2 separate regions of the Triticum aestivum genome follow, and region 2 is linked to region 1. Evidence: chromatin contacts called from public Hi-C data. All regions are on one chromosome and are shown on one strand. The core of a region is the stretch at or near the end of the contact, and the rest is flanking DNA. Distances in the headings are between cores, read along the strand shown.

Region 1 (4,799 bases), core at 1,813-4,312:
GTGGACTATCCTGTTGCACCAGCTAAATGCCGGCTGGCGAAAACATGGTCGAGCCCCCCTTTGCCGAGCTTCCTCTCGACCGTGTACTCAGGAGATCTTCCTATCTGGTCCTGATAAGATGAAGGAAGTTACCATCAATTTTTGGCTCTCATTCGATACAAGATTGACAGTTTGCCGTATGTGTTTCACTTCAGCTTGGCAGATTCTGTTGTCGTACCAGCAGCCTGCACTGCTGCTGAATATGCAAACTCTTTCCCCATACAGTATTTACTTCAACCACATGCTTCAGATTTCCGTAGAAAAAAAGGCTCCCGAACACATAGGTTTGCATCATAAAACTATAAAGCTATTAGAAGCATTGTAGTGGAGTAATCACGTCCATCAGAATAACAACCATTCTAATTCTGTCAATTTTTTTCTAATGATGCATCATCCACATAGTTCTCTTACAATAGAAATAGTATGTCAACACCTACAATTATTAGTCCAGGACCTACATACCATCTAAGAACTAAGAAACTACATAATGTTTTAATTGACTCTTTCTGCCGGTAGCATGTTCAGTTGACTCTGCTGAATGTATATATCTGTTAAAGTTTAACTATATTTAGAAGTAATGTCTACCAAACAAACCTCCGTTTGAAAATTAAAATTGACAAAACAATGTGTAAATTGGGACATTTTTCTGAAAAATAGCGACAGTAAAGCTATTGTGCTGCAACAGTAGCAATAAAAGATGAAGATGTCTTAATGTGTAAAGAAATCTGATTGATCTCCTTGGCATCCTCGTATAGCTGGAACATGTATTAAAGGTATAAATCTTTATTATCATCATTCAAAAAAAATCTCAATTACCTTAGCAAAAAGCGTATCCCTAGGCGGAACTCTATAGTGAGGCTTTGCCTGTTGTACGGTGCAAATTCTGTTTTCGCACCAGCAGCTTTGAGTCTGCTGCTAGAATATGCAAAGTCTTTCTCCGTCCAGTGTTTACTTCAACCACCTGCTTCAGAGTTCCGTAGCAAAAACGGCTCCTGAACACATACGTTTGCATCATATATAGAACTATAAAGCTATTAGAAGCATTGTAGTGGAGTACTCACTTCCAGCAAATTAACATCCACCCTAATTCTTTCATTTTTTCCTCTAATAATATATCATCCATGTCGTTCTCTTACATTGTACATAGTATGTCAACACCTACAATCATTAATTCGGACCTATATACCATCTAAGTAAATGCAAGCATGTTTGACTGACTACTTTTCTGCGGGTAGTATGTTCAATTGAATGTGTGTATTGATTAACAAAAAAAGTAAATATATGTTGAAGTTTGACTGTATTAGAAAATAAAGTCTACAAAGCAAACCTCCGTTGTCTGGAGAGTCTTTTGCTAGATGTGAATGAAACCTACATGCTATACATGCAAAAATGTTACTGAACGAAGTGACTACCGTGAGTTTTTTTCAAGGGCCTGGCTCACTTCCAGTAAGGCATAGCTGTAAAAAAGCCATAATGGCATTAAAAAAGGTATAGCTGTAAAAATGTACAAAACAAAAGTACAGATAACTTCCATCCTGTAATAATGAATATATTTTTCTCTGAATAGTAGAATGTGAATACCAATGCTAACAAAACTGAACCTGGAAAAAAATTGGAGTGAATTGGGTCATGCCGATAGGCTTAGGGAGCGACTACCCTGTCGCATTTCCCCAGAACCTCATCTTGCTCTCCATGCTCTCCCCTTCTTCCTTACTCCTTACACCAATGCCGCTACTTAGTTTCCTCCCACTTCTCTATCGCTCTTTTTGCACCACCACTGCCACGCCTCTTTCTTCTCTGCTGTTGGTGGTGGCACAACCATCACCGTCGCTTTTGGAACTCCACTTAATTATTAAGTATACCATGAGTAATGCATTGTCCCAGATTGAGATTGATCATTTTGTTGCATTGACAAAATAATCTGTATTTGGGATATTTAAAAAAATAGCAGCTGTAAAGATATTTTGTGCAACAGCAGCGATAGAATTCTGATTGATCACCTTGGCATCCCCATATGAGTTGCCTCCTCCGACCATGATGACACCACGCCGCCGCTAAATTATAAGCTAGCTTTACCCCATGGTGTTCACCTTGTGAGAGTTTAACCATCTTCTAGGCCTCATCGGTGAGGGGATGGTATTCGGCGGTCACCTTTAGGCAATTTTATCAGATGGCTAATAATATGCCAATTGAACCACACACAGATGAAAAATCCCATATATCTGTCCAGATATGAGGGCTGATGGCATCCCTGATGATCACTAACAAGAATGGAATATTCCAAACGGAAACTGAAGGGATCAAGATTTAACAGAAGATCAAACCTGATAATGTAGCATGCAGCGGCTGGAGACTCCTGACACACGCCTCCGCTGCTGGTCAACCACGGGTCAGCAGCGCCGGTGCGTGCCGACGGAAGGGATGAAGAGACCGACGAGACAATGTACATGTGCAGAGAAGCTCCGGCGGAAGGAGCCGCACATAATTGCCAGGCGGAGGATTGGATTCGGACAGCTGGTTGCCATGGCTTCCTTTCATACGTGACGGTGGAGGGTAAGATGGGATCCGCACCGCCCCCCGCCGCTGCCTCCTTCAATCCATGACGGTAGAGTGGCTCGGACGGTCGTCGCCCGGGGGCTCGGGCTATGGCCAACCTAGAGAGGGAGGGCGCCGCGCGGTCGCGAGGAGAGGAGAGAGCCGGGTCGTTCAGGTTTGTGCCAAAGAGATCTGGAGATGAGATGGACAGGTCGGGGAGAAGGTGGAGAACGTGTGGGTTATCTCGATTTTTTCGCTACCATGGAACGTGGGGTTCTATTTCCTGCGATTTTTGTCGAATAAGGTGGAGGTAGCGAAGGCGAGGTCGAACCATCGATCGAGGTTGAACCATCACGACGTTCGATCCTTCTTTAATAATAGAGATGTTTACCGCTGTTACTAAACACAAACAACAAGTAGCTTGTGTGGTTGGCTGCACCTGCACGCTAACGGGAGGTGGTGAGTTCGAAGCTTGCAGAGACCAATGTTTTTTTTCCTTCTTTTGCGAGCCTTTTGGGTTCACTGGTGTGCGTGTTTCGTGGGCCGGCCCAGCGCGGGGCGCTGCAGGCGCCAGGACCGCGAATCTCCCGAGCCGAGCATGTGTAGTGAAAATGTGAGATAAAGAGGTAATGGGCTGACGGTCGCGAGCGTCAGGCTGTTGAGCCTTCGCTGAACAGCACCGCGAACGGGCCGGCCCAGTTAGAGCTACCAAAATCAACGAGCGTACAAAAAAGTCACCAGGAAACTGTTGCGCAAGCAAGAGAACTGGAACTCGTGAATTACGACTAGTGTATAGCTCTTCCAAACCAATAGACCTGACGTGTTCTAGTAATAGATTTCCGGCGCACGACTATAAGAACAAAATTACATCGCCTGATCAATTGAAAATTCGTTTCTCTTTTCAAACTTTTCAACATTTCTTGGGGAAAATGAAAAGAATCTTATTTTTTAAATAGAGTTTGAAATCGTGATTGTTTTTTCTAAATTTGATCAAACTTTTAAAAACGTCAACATTTATTCAAAACATGAACAATAAATCAAATTTCAAATGATGAACAATTTATAAATATACATTGGACATTTTGTGATATACGCTGAACAATTTTGAAATACACACTAAGCATTTTATAATATACGCTGAACAAGTATTTAAATACACATTGAACATTTTGGTGACATACGCTGAACAATGTTCAAATACTGATTGAACATTTTGTGAATATGTGTTGTACAATTTTAAAGTACACAATGAACATTTTCTTAAGTATACGATGAACATTTTCTTAAGTATACTCGTGAATTACGACTAGTGTATAGCTCTTCCAAACCAATAGACCTGACGTGTTCTAGTAATAGATTTCCGGCGCACGACTATAAGAACAAAATTACATCGCCTGATCAATTGAAAATTCGTTTCTCTTTTCAAACTTTTCAACATTTCTTGGGGAAAATGAAAAGAATCTTATTTTTTAAATAGAGTTTGAAATCGTGATTGTTTTTTCTAAATTTGATCAAACTTTTAAAAACGTCAACATTTATTCAAAACATGAACAATAAATCAAATTTCAAATGATGAACAATTTATAAATATACATTGGACATTTTGTGATATACGCTGAACAATTTTGAAATACACACTAAGCATTTTATAATATACGCTGAACAAGTATTTAAATACACATTGAACATTTTGGTGACATACGCTGAACAATGTTCAAATACTGATTGAACATTTTGTGAATATGTGTTGTACAATTTTAAAGTACACAATGAACATTTTCTTAAGTATACGATGAACATTTTGATATATAAATATGCAATGGAATGTGTATAATACACGAAAAAGAAACACAAAGAAAAAAATAAATACGAAGAAAAGAAAAGAAATACAAACAGAAAAAAAGAAATGAAAGGAACAGGAAAAATAAGAAAAAGCATCGCGACCGTGGGCCGGCCCAAATAGGGGGTCTGGTGTCCAGGCTTCAGCGGAGCCACCTCCTTTTGACGCCTGCGGGCGTCAAATAGGATCTGCCCGACTCCCATTGTAATGACCAGGCGAAAGGAGAGCTTCTATTGGGACGTCCACTGCATCCAATATAGCATGCACCGCGTAGGGGACCATGGCTCGGCTGGCCCACTAACATAGAATCGAAGCGAGTTGAGCACAACAACGCGATGCCAAAAATCCTAAAAGAGGGCGCTTGCTAGAACTCGAACTTGCGACC
Region 2 (5,205 bases), core at 2,016-4,515, 310 kb after region 1:
ATATTCCTTTTCATATGTGGATAGGCCCCTGGTACGTGGTCCTAACCCCTTACTGACAAACGCAATTGGATGGCCTTGCTGAATCAACACTGCCCCACACCAGTATCGCTTGCATCAGTTTCTACTGTAAATTTAAGACAGAAATTAGGCAACGCAAGTACAGGTGCAGATGTAACTGCTTTCTTCAGAACATCAAAAGCTGTCTGTGTTGTTGCTGTCCGCACGAACGACACATTCTTCCGCGGCAATTGGGTTAATGGTTGACTAATCACACCATAGTTACGGACAAACTTGCGATAGTACCCAGATAGTCCAAGAAACCCATGGAGCTCCTTGACAGATTGGGGCACTAGCCAGTTCAACACATCTCGCACCTTGGCTGGGTCTGTCGACACTCCCTGACCACTGACCACAAATCCCAGATAGGAAATGCTACGCTGAGCAAATGCACACTTCTTCTCGTTAACCCTCCACTAATGCTGCTTCAACAATTGTAGTACTTGTCTGAGATGTTTAACATGATCCTGAAGGGTCGCACTAAATACAAAAATATCATCAAAAAATACTACAACGCAGACTCTCAGTACAGGGGCTAGTGTCTCATTCATTTCACACTGAAAAGTAGGCGGTCCACCCGTTAAGCCAAAGGAAACCACATTGAACTCATAGTGGCCATTGTGAGTGTGAAATGTTGTTTTATACTCTTCACCAGGAGCCAACCGTATCTGATGGTAGCCAGCACGCAAGTCTAACTTGGAAAACCAGGAGGCACCAGATAGTTCATCAAGTAGTTCATCGATCACAGGTAGTGGGTACTTTTGAGTGTGAGCATATTCAACTATCTGTAATCAACGCATAGATGCCATGTCCCATCTTTTTTCCTGACCAAAATAATGGGAGAAGCAAATGGACTCGTGCTTGGAGAAATAACACCAGATGCTAGCATTTCTTTCACTTGTTTTTCAATTTCCGTCTTGAGTTTAGGAGAGTAACAATACGGTCTGATATTGACTGGTTGAGCACCTTCCATCAATGGAATTTTATGATCACACGAGCGACGAGGAGGCAAACCAGTGGGTGGTTCAAACACCTGTGCAAAGGAATCAATAACTTGTTGTATCTCCTCAGGTACCTCACCCAGGACTGTCACTTTTGTGTCAGATGTTCCTTAAATTAACTGAATTTCTACAACAGTAAAATCACATTCAGAAGGAAGATCACCTTGCAGAAACACTCTACTGCCTCTACAATCAAAAGACAACCATTTCTTCATCCAATTGACACTCATAGTCCCCTGAGCTGACAGCCAATCCATGCCAATTATGCCATCATAGTGCTGCAGAGATAACACCTTGAAATCTATCACAAATTTATGTCCTCCCACTAACCAGCCACATTTTGGAACCCATTTGGTACATAATAATTGACCCCCTCCTGCAATTCTGACCCTCTAAGCTTTACTCAACTGCTGCTGCCCTGCCATAACCGCTGCCAGCCTCTCACTAAGGAAGGAGTGAGAGCTGCCAGAATCCAAGAGAAACACAGCTTCCTGCCCTGCAACCTAACAATGCAGCTTAATAGCATTGGTAGCCAGATCAGCTGACTGAGTTTCAGCAGATAACACCATCAAATCTACCTCACTGTCATCAGAATCTGCAGTATCACCAGCACAAAATTCCAAGAGCTCTTGCACCACATGAAGTTGAACTGTGGTGTTACATTTGTGGTCCCGGCCTCATTTTTCACCATAGATGTAGCACAAACCTTTGTCCCTTCTATATGCTTTAAGAGTTGCTAGCTTGTCATCAAAAGGAGAAGTCACTCATTGTGAATCGGTATGTTTTGCTTCTGCTAGTGTCTTGTATTCAGATTGTTGCTTATACTGTCTAACTAGAGCAGAATAACTGGAGCGCTTGTTGAGTTGTCTTTGGGTGAGTTCAGGTTCACTGTCACCCACCTCCTCATGTACAACAACAATGGAATATGATGTATCCAAATCATGGGCGGCGTTGAACAGCCACCACCATGCGCACATTGAATTTTAATCCATCCACAAACCTAGTGGGTGTAGTGCAGCATATCTGGTTCAGGCTCGTACGCGGATAGATGATCCATAAGTTCAGAGAACTGCTTGATATACTCTTCTATAGCTCCAGTCTGATGCAAACGATACAATTTACACACTAGTGTTTGGTGCCGATTCCGGCCAAACCGATTGAGCACAGCAGCACAAAATTCTTCCCAAGAGGATCGTACAAACTTGTGTTGTACAGAAGAAAGCCAATGCACTGCCGGCCCTTCAAACTGCATCGCGGCCACTGCAATCCACAAATCAGGATTGGTGTCGAACATGTCAAAATAATCCTCGCACAGAGTCTGCCACAACTTTGGATTTTCTCCATCAAACCTCAGAAAATCGACCGATGGTAGTTTCCCATGCCCAGAATGTCCCGACGAAGACGATGAATCACTCCGACGCTCGCGATTCAGCAAACTGGAGAAGGAAGATGTTCGGCGGGGTAATTCTGCTGTACCTCGAGATGGAGGTGGAATGTACGATGCAGATGTTCATGTACCCCGAACTTGCGTGGATGCACGAAGCCCCGTGACGCCTGCATCTGGCGGCCCCTTCGGCGAGCGCTCGCACCCCTCCATCTCTCTAGTGCGGAAGGAGGTGCCCTTGGCGATGCGCAGGTCCTGGATCTGCTTGAGTAGCTCCGCCTCGGCGCCATTGGTGTACGCCTGGAGGTCATTGACGACCGTCTCCATCGCCGCCTCGACGGCCTTATCGACCACCGCTCCAACAGAGCGCGACACCGCTGCCTCCACTGCGCTCCCCACGATCTTCACAATAAGCGCGTCGAGCTCTTTCTGGTGGCGGAGATGAGCCACCTCGCTTGCCTGAGTAATCGTCTCATAAATCGCCTCGCCCTCAGGCGTTAGGTGATCCATTAGTTCCTGTCGCCGGCGCGCCGCTGCTGCCGCCAGCCGCGTGTCGTGAGTATTCTCCAGCGTGGATGAGGAATTTTTGGCTCTGAGTACCAATTGTTAGCAACTAGCTACTAACCTCAAGGAATTGCTTTGGAGGAAAGGGGATCAAGAGGGAATTGCTTCAGTATTCGAATTGCAGTAGCTAGTTACAGGTTTCTCCCCTTACAAGCTGACGGCAGAGCCGTTCAACCAATGGCCGAGTTCCACATCCTCTTGATGATGCGACATATATACTACCTAGCCCACTTGTTCGACGCGTAACACTTAGCTGGTTGCCTTCGTCTCTTCTCGGGCTAGCATTCTTCCTGGGTCGCTACTCCTGGGCCTGTGGCATGTCCTGGGCCCTTAACACACTCAACTTTGCGGATTCGACGTCCGGTGTCCGCTATCGGGCTCTACGCCGGCGACCATGAGGCGGCGGGGCATTCGTCGGGCCCTGGGCATGCTGGCGCACGCGTTCTCGCCGACTAATTAATGGGCGATTCTACCTGGACGCATTGGAGGCGTGGGTGCTCAGCGGCTTCGTGTTGCGTGCGTCACTGGACGCGGCTGTCGATTAGGCTGGTCATAGCGGGGAGTAACTTAGACTAGTAACATACATATGTTACTAGTCTATGTTACTACCTTCATAGTGGGTAGTGTCATAGGTGTGGTAACATAGTTGTCTTTATTTATTATTTTGTAGACTCATTATGCATTGGAAACCGCTATGTGATGGTAATATATTATGTTACTCTATTTGCCTCTCTCCTCATTAACTACTTGCCACATCATCATTTTTACTTATGTGGCATCTATGTTACTACCTATGTTACTCCCACTATGACCAGCCTTAGGGATCGGTGGCGGGTGCACGAGATGGACGACCTGCTCCGGTTTGGCTACTCGGTGGAGAATGACAATCATGCGCGGATGCGCCTGACTATGACGTCGCGGGAGCTGACCAACGACGACGTCGTCACGGGACCCAGAGCCTGTACGAGAGCAACTCAAACTTCAAGGTCGTCGCGCCGCCGGCGACGAGCTGCAGGGAAATCCACAGCGGGTCTGCGGGCTTGGCTGGCGTAGCGCGCACAAGCGTTTGTGTGGGTAGTTTCTCATCGATGGGCGACCTTTTTTTCCAAACTTTGTGAGCAATTAAACACTGGTCACTGGGTGTGGAAGATAGGGTATATTATATAACAATATATATATATATATATATATATATATATATATATATAGGAAAATCACTACTACCATCGGTAGTAGTTACCCCCATGCCCAATGCCGTTTGATCTCGTCTCTGATGGCGCTTTGATTAACGGGTTTGGTTCTGGAACTTTTTTTCTCTCCACCCGATAAAGTAATCAACCGTGTAGTTCCTATTTTCATGCATGGATATAACTATGTCACGTCCAATAGACACCTAACAAATCTGGCTGCCGGCAAGCAGTACGTTCTATGGCAGCTCACCATATTAGAAAAAGAGATCCGATACTTACGTGAATCAAATTTTGTTGCGGCCGTGTTGGCAATCCCAGCCGACTGGGATTATGAGCGTCGATGCATGTTACAAGGTATTCATCCGGCGGACAAAATCTTTCAAACTTTTCCTGATTGTTTTTTCAATCAAACTGAATTCTTCGATCAGCAGCCATGGCCGATGTCAACCATGCATATACCCCTCCATGCATCAAAATTTCAGGACCTTATGCATGGCGCACCATCGTGGAGTCGTTGCCGCCGACGACACAGCCGTCGTCGAGTTGTGTCCTCCACCGACGACACAGCCACCGTTGAGTTGCGGGCTCCGCCGCGGCGGCCGTTGAAGAGCTCACCGTTGCTGGATCATCCCCATGTTGTCAAACGTTCCAAAACTATCACTACGTTCAGCACTTCTGTGAATTCCAATCCAGATCTCATGTTATAGATCAGTATATGTACATGCATGGACATGCATCATCACTTCGTGTTAAACTTGTTGGGGAACGTAGCAGAAATTCAAAATTTTCCTACGTATCACCAAGATCAATCTATGGAGTCATCTAGCAACGAGGGAGGAGTGGATCTACATACCCTTGTAGATCGCGCGCGGAAGCATTCAAGAGAACGGGGTTGATGGAGTCGTACTCGTCGTGATCCAAATCACCGATGATCCTAGCGCCGAACAGACGGCACCTCCGCGTTCAACACACGTACGGAGCAGCGACGTCTCCTCCTTCTTGATCCAGC

Evidence for each region. Hi-C and Micro-C count contacts between places; a contact is called where the count stands out from the background.
Region 2: a Hi-C map of leaf shows a contact between it and region 1, with 5 times the contacts expected there. The contact joins two enhancer-like sites. A contact is called at or near these places in 2 of 5 Hi-C or Micro-C datasets (both in leaf).

The regions. Positions count from the first base shown.
Region 1 is chr6A:210,314,134-210,318,932 of IWGSC CS RefSeq v2.1, forward strand. No RefSeq gene overlaps it. Among protein-coding and RNA genes, the nearest start is that of LOC123130565, 64 kb to the left of the region's middle. Within about 2 kb of position 3,063, at least 8 of the 8 cell types and tissues checked have an H3K27ac peak or open chromatin away from gene starts, as enhancers often do. A contact at or near this core is called in leaf, where this site is marked.
Region 2 is chr6A:210,625,181-210,630,385 of IWGSC CS RefSeq v2.1, forward strand. No RefSeq gene overlaps it. Among protein-coding and RNA genes, the nearest start is that of LOC123127288, 24 kb to the left of the region's middle. Within about 2 kb of position 3,266, at least 7 of the 8 cell types and tissues checked have an H3K27ac peak or open chromatin away from gene starts, as enhancers often do. A contact at or near this core is called in leaf, where this site is marked.